Linked DNA regions of Capra hircus: region 1 is linked to region 2. Evidence: chromatin contacts called from public Hi-C data. All regions are on one chromosome and are shown on one strand. The core of a region is the stretch at or near the end of the contact, and the rest is flanking DNA. Distances in the headings are between cores, read along the strand shown.

The links. A called contact is a pair of places that touch in the nucleus more often than the background predicts.
Region 1: a Hi-C map of blood shows a contact between it and region 2, with 4 times the contacts expected there. The contact joins the promoter of EIF1B here to the enhancer-like site in region 2. A contact is called at or near these places in 4 of 5 Hi-C or Micro-C datasets (blood and liver).

The regions. Positions count from the first base shown.
Region 1 is chr22:13,029,021-13,031,903 of ARS1.2, forward strand. EIF1B (eukaryotic translation initiation factor 1b) reads left to right here and starts at 1,481. Exons shown (of 4, transcript XM_018038429.1): 1 at 1,481-1,792; 2 at 2,728-2,883. The coding sequence starts at 1,762.
Region 2 is chr22:12,952,282-12,955,017 of ARS1.2, forward strand. It overlaps MYRIP (rab effector MyRIP), which reads left to right. Exons shown (of 16, transcript XM_018038375.1): 9 at 1,132-1,760. Among named protein-coding and RNA genes, the nearest start is that of EIF1B, 77 kb to the right of the region's middle. Within about 2 kb of position 1,365, at least 1 of the 5 cell types and tissues checked has an H3K27ac peak or open chromatin away from gene starts, as enhancers often do.

The DNA of each region.
Region 1 (2,883 bases), core at 231-2,730, 77 kb after region 2:
ACCACAAAAGATTATTAAATCCAGGTTCCTAAACTGGGGTCTGCGGATTGTCCATCCACAGCTAAAACTGTGGAGAGTAGATTCCTAAAACTAGAGGGAAAATAAGACTCCACCTACATTTTCACTAATCTCTTAACAAAAGTTAGCCTTTGTTTCATTATGAATGCTGGCAACATCAACGTAGTATCTGAAGGATCTGTAACTTTGCACTAGCAGAAGTCACTATTTTCATATTACATTTCTGATGCTTACAGACATCTCAAAATATTTGTCACCTTTTCGAAATTCCAGCCTTTGTGAGATCTGCTGCTAGATCTTCTCAATTAAGGCATTAGTAAAGAAGCAATACTATGTTATCAATCTATTGGTTTTAATTTCAATACACTGTTTCCTTTGTAATCCAACATTTTTTATTTCACGCACTTAAAAGGATTATTCTGAGAATGGGTCCATAGGTTTCACAAGACTGCCACGGCACAAAACAAAGTTAAGAATCCCTGACTTTCAGTCTATCTCTTTGCTTCCAGAAGGCCAACCAAGTTTTACAATCGAGCACCTGACTGGGTGAGCCCATTCCCATAGTCTCAGGTTTGTTTTCTGTTTATAGCTTGATAGGAAGATATTACTGTTCTGGTGTCTGACTCTGTCAATTAACCTTCGTGTTCAAGGTTCTGTGTTAAGCTGACAGGTTGATTTTCTGGTGCATTCGGTCGACTTGGGGAATATATGTGACTCCCACTGGATGCCAGGCCTTCAATGAAGCTGGGCAGTGGTTTCGAAGCGCGGTTCCAGATCAGTAGAATTAGCGTATCCTGGCAGCTTGTAAGATACGCAAATTCTCGGGTCACTCCCCAGACGTCCTAAAACTGAAGCTGCGGGGTGTCTATCAGTCTGTATTTTAAGCCCTGGGGGAGATGTACGCTAGAGTTTGAGAACCACCGTGGTAGACACTCGGAGGACAGAACAATCCTGGGTAGGAGGTCCCCACCTCGACCCTTAGTAGGAACTAACAGGGTTCCTACAACCGGACGGGGCAGGAGATGGGGAAGGGAGGTGATGAGGCACGAAAGCCGGGACTTCGGGCCTTGTTCTGCTCCTGTACCCCGATTTTACTTAGATTACCCAGGGCCTCGAGGGTGACTGATGGGAGATTATCCGCCTCCCCTCCCCTGGCCCCGCCAGCACCGACCCCTCCGGGCTGCCACCCTACGGCTAGAAAAGACGAGTCAAGGGAGAGTGTGCGAGAGAGCGGAGAGGACAGCTCTAGACAACGAGGGTTCTAGCCAGACAGATCGGCAGCTCGCTAAACCCTTCCCTGCCCAAGCCACCCGGTGCTGGGGGGCGCACACCCTGCTGGGAATTGAGGTCCCGGAAGCCCACCCCTTCCAGGCTTTCCGGACTGTCTTGCCTCGAGAAAACTACAAGTCCCAGAGTGCTCGGCGCGGGCGGGTCACGTGGGAGGGGCGGCGGGCGCGGCTAAATAGTCTCCGTCGGCCATTTTGTGGGAGAAGCTGCAGCGCCGCCTCTTCTTTCGCGTCTTCGCATCCGTTGCCGCCGCCTCTTCCTCCGCCTCCTCCTTCGCCTCTTCCTGCCTCCTCCCGGCTTCCGCCGCCGCCGCCGCCGCTCAAGCCGCATCCCAGCCCCGGGGCCAAGCGTCTCCGTATTTATTTCCGTTTTTTCGCCACTACAGCCTCCTGACACGGTGATCCGGGCGGGCCCCGCAGGAATTTTATCCCCACACCGGCCTCACACTAGTATCGCATGTCCACTATCCAGAACCTCCAATCTTTCGGTAAGAGCGGGTCGCCCCGCCGCCTCCTCCCGCCCGCCGCGTCCTCCGCGCGCCTCTCGGCTGTCCAGCCGCCGCTGCCCGCCCCCGGCGGGGCCGCTCCCCTGCTCCCCGCCTCGCAGGGCCCCCGGTCGCCCTCCCCGCACCCCGAGTGGGGCTTTGTCTCGGCGCCCAGAAGATGGCGACTGGGCCCCGGGCGACCCCCTCCCTGAAGACGGCCCCCGGAGCCCCGGCCGCGGACCCTGTGCCGCCCGCTGCCCGCTCCCGGACCGGCCTGCGCCTCGCTTCTGCCTCCTGCCACCTCTGCGACCCTGTGCCGCCCCCAGACCTGCCCTGCTGCTGGCCAGGGGGACGCCGGCCCGGGCCGGGGTGTCGGCGTCCATTAGCGGTCGGGGCTGTTGTGTGAGCGGCTCTCGGGGGCATTTAGTAGAAGACGCGGCCGATCAGGCCTCTGATCTGTTACAGGGTAGTGGTCCAGTTCTCTCCGTGTAGCACTCTTGATTGAGATACGTGCATCTTTTTCCCAGGCAGAGTTACTGTTAAATGACTAGGAGGTATCTGTGAATCTTTCTGTTGTCATCAGAATGTAATCGAGATGACGCACATTTTTTATAGTGGCTATAAAATTAAGGTCTTAAAATCTCAGGATTATGTTCAACGATAACATTATCCACCTGTAAGCGTTTTTCTCTTCCGGTATTGGTGGGCATACCTGTTTAAAAACCTCATTTTGTGAGAGTACCTTAGCGGTTTCATCAATGACCTACGCTTATGACTGCCCCCTCCCCCCGCCCGCCCCGCATCCCCACCTGCAGAAAAAAAGCAGAGGCACTAGAACCTTCTTTGCTGAGTGTCTAGATTGTAGCGAACCATGTATCTGGAAATTACTAACTAAAAGATATTTTCCTGCTTTGGATTTTTCTGTATTCCCTTTGCAGACCCCTTTGCTGATGCAACTAAGGGTGACGACTTACTCCCGGCAGGGACTGAGGATTACATTCATATAAGAATCCAGCAACGGAACGGCAGGAAGACGCTGACTACTGTTCAGGGCATTGCGGATGATTATGACAAAAAGAAACTTGTGAAAGCTT
Region 2 (2,736 bases), core at 115-2,614:
AAGAGCATTTCAAAATTTAGACTAAGAAACTGACAAACTTAGGAGGTTTCATAAGCACTTCTAGCAGACAGTCCATTTCGCAAAACAGTTCCTGCTGGCTTATGAGCATTCCAAATAAATTTGTAAAGGATCTTGGTTTTCAAAACATGTTTTGTGCATAAATTTCTCTAAACTAAGGCACCTATGTGTAAGTTTATCATTGCATTAAAACACAAAATTTAGCTCAACAACACCACACGCAAAAAAAGATTTCACCCGCAGCTCAAAACGCCATGCACCTCTCAGGATGAAGACTTAAAGAGCAGAAAGCACTTGCGTAGAAAACTGCTGGTTTTTCTGAGGACCACTCGGCCCTTGACATGCTAAGCTGTCCAGACTAACCCCAGAGGTCTTCAAAGATGTCTGATCTGTTTCGCAGGAAGCAGATTACTCCTTGGGGGCACTGCTCCATCCCAGCAGAGCAGAAATGTACCACAGAGGAGGCACAGAGGTCATCCCAGAAGGTTAATGTCCCTGGAGTATTTTCAGAGGTTCTGTTTATGCCTCAGGGAAAGGGCCGGCTCTGGAGCCTGTTGGTCCACGGCTGAGGTCAACTGTAGGGATGCTAAGTAAACCCACCTTCAGTCTTCAGACTTGACAGTGCCTTCGACAAATTCATATCCCCCCAGACACATTCTCACTTCCCAGACCTTGACTGAGCACCTGCCGTATACACACCACGTGTGCTCAGTGTGGGGAAATAAAGATCCGAGGGCAGCCCCTGCTCTTGAGTTTCTCAGTGTGAGTTGGAGACGGGTTTACTCAGCCCACAGCATCCCTACAGCCTTCCCAGCCTCTGCTCTTTCCTCCGCACGAGCTGACTTTGGGACAGTGCAGGATGACTGAGACCCAGCCCCTGCCACAGGGCCCCTGTCACCAGGGAGGAGCCCTGTGCGTGGTCAGCCAGGATGGATACTGGAGTGAACCAGAAAGGCTGTCACAGCAACTCAGGGAAGGAGGAGCCCACTCTGGGTGGGGAGACCAGAAAGAGCTCCAGGAAGAGGGGCGCAGAGGAGGAGGGCTGTTTGAGGGGCCCCTGGCTCTGAGGTGCTGACAGTCCTTCTCTGGCTTTTCTCTCCCTCCTGCCCGCAGCTGTGGCCCCAGTTCTGCAGAGCCCTGATGGGAACTGGATGGCCCTGAAGGATGGGGCTCTGCCCCCAACCCGCCTGCTGCCCAAACCTAAGAGCGGCACGTTTCAGGCCCTGGAGGCGGCCTCCAGCGTGGCATCCGCCTACGATGATCTGGGCTCTGACAGCGAGGAGGACTTTGACTGGAGGGAGGCCTTGAGCACGCTGTGCCTGCAGCCCCGGGCTCTGCCCGGGGAACCCCAGACTCAGCCCGCACAGGCTCCGGGCTCAGACCAAGGCCCCTCTGCCTCCTCTGGGCCCTCGCCTAACCCCGAGGCTATGTGGTCTGACTCGGAGACCTCCTCGGTGGGCTCATCCCGGGAAGCTGGGCACCGGGCCAGGCTGTCCTGGTTGCAGAGGAAGGCCCCCCGGAACCCCGCAGCCGAGAAGATGCGCCTACAGGGAGAGCTGGATGTGAACTTCAACCTTCAGGCAGCTGGCAGGGAGACCTCAGACAGCAGCGAGCCTGAGGAGGCCCCCCACGCTGCAGATCGGAGGGCCAGAAGGTGGAGGAGGGCCCGGGGGGGCTCCGAGGAGCTAAGCAAGGAATTGCCTTCCCCCAGTGGCCACCCTCTGGAGCTGGACACACATCAGGTAACAAAGCAGGGTGCACATAAGCACCCACTCATTTTTAAGTATGCTGTGCCCCTCTCCAAGCAAGAGTGGCATGGAGAGTCCTGGATTCTGAATCCACAGACCCAGGTTCTTATCTTGGTTTTGCCACTGACACAGGTCACAACTCTTGGAGGCATACCCTCCTCTCTGGAGATGAGAGCTTAGAGTTCAAAGTGGGCTTGCAAAGTGTGGCCCCCAGACCAGCCGCAACCATAGCACCTAGGAACTTATTAGAAATGCACATCCTTGGGCCCTGCCCCAGAGCTGCTGAATCCAACATTCTGGGGATGGAGCCCAAACTGTCTTGGTGATTCTGCTGTGTGTTAAAGTCTGAGGGCCCCTGGCATGGAGTTAAGGGGATGGGATCTAGAATCAGCCTGCCTGCGTTCAAATCCAGCCGTGTGACTTTGGACAAGGCATCTTCTTCGGTCTCAGTTTCCTCATCTGTCAAATGGGGATATTAGAACCCACTTCAGAGAATGGCTGTGATGAGTGGATACGTTTGTAAAGAGCTGAGCTCTCTCCTAGAACACAAACAAGGGCACAGTCAGTGTTGTTCCGATCGCGTAACTGAGGGCACAGTTTACTAACATTCTGTGATTCTTGGTTCCCATCATAAGCCATCTCGAGAGTCCTCAGTGCCTCCTCCCTCATGGTTTAGCTCATGAACCCCCTTAGAGAATCTGATTAAAGCTACAGAGTCTCTCTCTAGAAAAACGCTCCTCTATGCACACACTCTCTCTCTCTCTCTTTTTTTACTTACAGTGTCAGGCAGTTCGTGGACCCGCATCCAGATTAACTTGCTATTCTCTGGAAACACCCCGCGCATCCCCAGCTCTGGGTCTAAGATCATGCTGTGACCTTGCCCTCATCTCTCCCTGGCCATCCATGGTGATCTCTTCCACAGGGATCACCGTGGACTGAGTATTAAACTCTGTGATGCCAACGGAGGCCT